Linked DNA regions of Mus musculus: region 2 is linked to region 1. The links are chromatin contacts, called in public promoter capture Hi-C maps. All regions are on one chromosome and are shown on one strand. The core of a region is the stretch at or near the end of the contact, and the rest is flanking DNA. Distances in the headings are between cores, read along the strand shown.

The links. Promoter capture Hi-C pulls out the DNA fragments that hold promoters and counts their contacts.
Region 2: a contact with region 1 is called in a promoter capture Hi-C map of pre-B cells. The contact joins the promoter of Etnk1 here to the promoter of Itfg2 in region 1.

What each region holds. Positions count from the first base shown.
Region 1 is chr6:128,423,481-128,426,180 of GRCm38.p6, reverse strand. It overlaps Itfg2 (integrin alpha FG-GAP repeat containing 2), which reads left to right and starts at 1,271. Exons shown (of 12, transcript NM_133927.1): 1 at 1,271-1,463. The coding sequence starts at 1,368.
Region 2 is chr6:143,165,972-143,168,672 of GRCm38.p6, reverse strand. It overlaps Etnk1 (ethanolamine kinase 1), which reads right to left and starts at 1,443. Exons shown (of 8, transcript NM_029250.2): 1 at 1,037-1,443. The coding sequence starts at 1,192.

The DNA of each region.
Region 1 (2,700 bases), core at 22-2,521:
GCCTCAGACTGCATGTGATTGACAATAATCCTGAACTGCTGCCTCTGCGTCCCTAGCGCCAGGACTACAGGAATTTCTATCGAGTGTCTTTTGTTTTTATTGACTTTTTGTTGGAGATGGGGTCTCATGTAACCAAAGCTGACATAGAATTACACAGCCAAGGCTGATACTGATCTCTTGATCCTCCTGCCTCTGCCTCCCAGGTGCTAGAATTACAGGCGAGCACTACCACATGTAGTTTAACTAACACTCCTGTTGCCTTGATCACATCTCAGAAGAAAGGCAGAACCTGGTTTATCAGGGAAAGTATCCCAAGCAGCCCCAGTCATGAGAATAATGGCCCCACCTAAACTAGAGTAAGGCCACTAGAAACAGGTCTCTTTGTGCTGGGGTGGGGCTACATCATGCCTCGGGTCCAGAATCCCAGCAGCCTTCACTTCCATGGGAACTGCAATAGTGACAAAAGAGCTCTAACATTTTACATCAGACATCTTGGTTTGAATCTCACGTCTACCACTTTCTGCAAAGTTACTCAATCTTGATGAACATGGTTTCCTCACCTGAAGAAACAATAAAGCTTACATAATTTTGCTGATTAAATAATACATGTAAGGTGTGCTTTGCAATAGGTATTTTTCAAACTGCTGCCCATAAAGTACACAGCATAATTTTTTCATTATAATCCAGGGTATATATATATATATATATATATCCCCAAAACAAGGCTTTAACAAAATAACACGATTTACTACTTAGATCTTTTTCTCTTTGTCTGTTTTCATATTTTTAAAATCTTTGTGGTGGCTCTCCTGCTACATGTGTATGTGTGCATCACCTAGGTGCCTGGGAAGCCAGAAGAGGTTGTCTGGCGTCGGACTTCTTAGAACTGGAATTACAGATGGATGGGTGCGAGCACCATGTCGGGGCTAGGAATCTTCCCAGGGTCCTCTACAAGAGCAAGCAGCCAGTGCTCTTAATTGCTGAGCTCTATTTTTGGCCCCTTAAGTTTTGTTTTTGTTTTTTTTTTAACGTGGGTTGTAATCCACTACATTGCGTTGACAACTCCATTAGGGAATTTCATAAAAATTGTTGGAAAACAAAGCTGTTAATTATGACGGCTATTACTATGACCCGAGGGATGGTCTGAATCCCCCTCAGAGAAAAAGGTCAAGCCCCAGGTATCAAGTCAGCTCCTGGCACGGAAGGCCCGCCTCCTCCCCTAAGGTTAGGGGAAGAAAGCCGGAACTCAAGGCTTAAGCGGTGACGTAGACTTCCGGTTCGGTGGCCTGACACGCGTGCACGGCTGTCCTGAGGGCTCGGGGGTCGTTTTGGTGCAGTGGCCCGGCACCTCAGCCCTCCAGAGTGCCATGAGGTCGGTTAGTTATGTGCAGCGCGTGGCGCTGGATTTCAGCGGGAGTCTCTTCCCGCACGCCATCTGCCTCGGAGACGTGGATAACGACGCGGTGAGTGCATGCGCACTGCAAACCACTGCATTTGGGCGGAGCGAGATGGGGGTGGTGGGAACGACACGATGGCGTGTTGTGCGCTTGCGCACTGGAGTCAACATGGCGTGCGGAACAGAAAATTTTGATTGACAGTATCGCTCTGAGACCGTCACTGCAGGAGGCTTAGTTGGGCCAGAGCCTCTAGTAGTTATTTTTTGTTTTAGCTTTAAAATTTATGTGTAGAGTGTTTTGCTTGCATGTGTGTCTGTGTACCGTGTGTGAGCAGTGCCCGTAAAAGCCAGAAGAGGAACGCTGGGTCCCCTAGAACTGGCGTTAGAGACATTTGTGAGCTGCCACTGCTGGGGATTAAACCCCATTCCTCTGGAAGAGCTAATGTCCTATCGCTGAGTCATCACTCCAGCCATATTTTATTTTTTTATCATTAATTTTAAGAAGACAGGTTGTTGGTTCTCTTGCACAGTTCAGTGATTGTCAGGATAGGAGGTTGTAAAAGCCTGTTTCCCGCGTTATTTCCTTTCGTAGCCGCAATTCCCTTGCAAAACATCTTTACATTTCAAAGCCCATTTTTTAACCTGTAAATTGCATTTAATAATATCCCTCTACCTATAGCTTTCCCTCCCCCCCCCCCCATTCCCCATGCTACCATGCTTGCCCACACTCTTGGCTGCTATTGCCACACTGTTGTATTGCTCCTACACTGGAATTAACCGGTAGATATCTCTGCTGCCTCCAACCTACCGCAGATACCCCATAATCAGTGTGGACCATGCGAGGCTTCTACTGTGCCTACCCAGAATTGACTCAGGTGTCTGGCGACTTTGTAGTGTTACCTCTTCGTTGAAATACAAAAGCAATTTCTACCTACTTTTTTTCTTTCCTAGGCAGTTGATGCTTTTCTCGTCATTTAAATAAATAAATGCACATTAAGCAGGTAGAACGATGACAGGCACACAGTTAAGGCTCTGGAACTGTTAGTGTTAACAGTATTAGCAGCCCCACCCCACCCCCGCCGCCAGGCCTACCATAGGAAATATTAAAAAAAAAAAAAAATGGGACTGTACCTAGTATGTTCAGATTTCTTTCTTTCTTTCTTTCTTTCTTTTTTTTTTTTTTTTTTTTTTTGGTTTTTTCGAGACAGGGTTTCTCTGTATGGCCCTGGCTGTCCTGGAACTCACTTTGTAGACCAGGCTGGCCTCGAACTCAGAAATCCGCCTGCCTCTGCCTCCCCAGTGCT
Region 2 (2,701 bases), core at 194-2,693, about 15 Mb before region 1:
AAGCACTTCCTTAAAGGAAATGCAATAATCTTCCAAGTTATACATAAAAATCATTTTGAATCAACTATTTCCTATATACTTGGCCAACAGGCACACCTTAAATGTCAAAGTCTTTTGTCTAACAAGTTTCTTCCCCAAAACATATGGGTCGGTCTCTTTCAGCTGCTCAGAACACTTCTAACAAGAATCGAAACTAAAACTCATAAAAGCCCCCAAGTGTCAGGAACTGCTCTGGGGCCTAGACACTACTCATGTTTTAATTATACTAAAAAAAAAATTTAGCAAAAAACTTAAATCAATAAATCCTGTATAAACCCCCAACAATGTATTGGAGTCATCAAAATGACAGACGTCTTGAATAATACAAATTACTGCTCAAATCTAAAACAATCCCAAACCGTTAAAATTTTACTAATTTGGCTTGTTTGCAAGGAAAAAGGAAATTCACCTTAGTAATCCTACAAGCTGTGCACTGAAAAAACTATAACCAATTACACCAGATAAATTGTGGGTATGGTGGATCATAACTTGCAAGTGCCTTTTTTTTTTCCTAATCCTAGCTTTTCGGGGGTAGGGGTATCCTTCTGAGAATTTTTGTCTTTAAAGCCACTGACTCACGAAAATATTCCCAGGCCACTGCTCACTCCAACCCTGAGCATTAATTCTTCTAAGACTTTACAAATTTAGAAACCTTCCAATTCAAGCCTTCCTATAACGCACGGCATAGCGTTCCCTAGCATCCTGGCGTGGGCAGCAGCAGGTCCCCGGTCATTCCGCTTTGGAAAGGAGTTGTTCTCCCGCGGCTCGGAGATGGGGATGTGGGAAGATCTCGGGCTGGATAAGGCAGGGATGGGAGGGAAGCGCAGGGGAGGGAGGGCAGCGGAGAGGACCGCGGGAGGCGGATGGGCTGCGGGGTCTGGGAGGAGAGGCATGACGAGGGCCGCGGCAGCCATCCCCGGGAGCCTCTTCAGGGGCCGGGCAGACGTCGCTGACGCGGCGGCTTCGGGAAGGAAACCCGGTGCCCGTCCGGCCTCACCTGCAGGGTCACCTCCCGGGGGTCCCAGTGCGGCCGCAGGTGCCGCAGCAGGCTCAGGGCGCCGTCGCGGCAGCGCTGCTCCTCCTGGTCCTGCACCGTCACGTCGAGCTTCGGCACCTCGGGCGAGCCGGGCGGGACGTGGATGTAATTGGCCATGGCCCAGGCGACGGCGGACACGACCACGACGACCACGGCGACGGCGACCACGAGCGCGGCGGGCGCCGGCAGGCTGCTGGACCCTTCCGTCCCGGGGCGCCCTCGGCGGAGGGCTGCGGCCGCTCGGACGCACGGGCGGGCGGCGGGGGCAACCGGGCGGCCGGACGGGGTGCGCAGTGCAGAGACGCGGAGGCACGGCCGCTCTCGGGAAGATGCCTCAGTGCGCTAGACCGCGGGCGGCCGCGAAGCATGCCGGGACTGGCCTGACGCTAGCGTCACGCCGGGGGCGGAGCCTCGGCTGCGTCAGGCGGCTGGCGGGGTGGCGAACCCCGCGGCACAATGGGCGGGCCTCGGGGCTCTTGGGGATCGGGGTCTCGGGGAGCGCGCACCGCCAGGCACTCCGCTACTGTGGGGTTGGCTGGGCTCCTGCACCCGAAGGAGTCCGAGCGCGGCCGAGCCCAGCCGGAGCGCTTACGAGCCTTGCCGAACACTGCCGAGCCCTGCCGGAGCACTGTCGAGCTTTGCCGAGCCCTACCGGGGCTCTAACGAGCCTTGCCCGAGCGCTACCGGAGCCCTACCGAATTCTGCCGAGCTCTGCCGGAGCGCTGTCGAGCTCTGCCGAGCCCTTTCGAACTCTACCGATGAGCTGTGGAGTGCTACCCAGCCCTGTCAGGAGTCAAGGAAGCGTCACCTTTCTAGATCACTAGGGTCGTGGGCTCTGCTTACTTAGGGCTGACGTTCTTACGGGACGCAGAAGGCACGTCCTGAAATAACCCTAAATTTAAGCTGTGAGCTTAGCCTGGCCTCAACCGGCCAAGCTGGATTAATTTGCTCGCCTTGTTCCTGAAGCTGTGTGCACAGAACTACATGCTTGCTTGGTTCAGCAACCCAGTTCCCTTTGACGGTACATAGAAATCACAGTATTTGGGGCAAACTTTACGTAAAGTGAGAGTAAACCGGTGACAGTGGTGTGATGACCTATACCTGTCCTAGTTCTCAGGTGCCTAAGGCAGGATTGCCACGAGTTCCAAACCAGCCGGGCTACATAGTGAGTTCCAGGTTTGCCCGGGATATACTTAGTCATCAGCCGACCGATAATAGACGACTGAAACACTCATTTTAAGGGTCAGATAGTTGACGTTGCTGAGAATTATTCAAAGCCGGTTATATAAGGTAGAGACTCGGAGGGAATTGGAAGGAAAGAAAATTAGATCTGTCATGCTAAATCATAGCGCGTCCTGGGACTCGCACGGCTACATGAAACCTCCTGTATCAGAAAGGCTCTGCTCTTTGCTTGTTAGAGAAATACTGGCAACCGGATCATCTACAAGTTTTTGGTCCGCCCTTGTGCTTTCCTTTTATGACGGAGACAATGGAGGTGACTTTCACCTTGACTTCTGGCCTCCCCGGGGCTGAGTACAAGTGAATAACTTGTGAATGATCAAATGTTGTATTACCCATTAGCACACATTTATGTTCTCATTGTTCTGAATGAGGCTACATACCTTT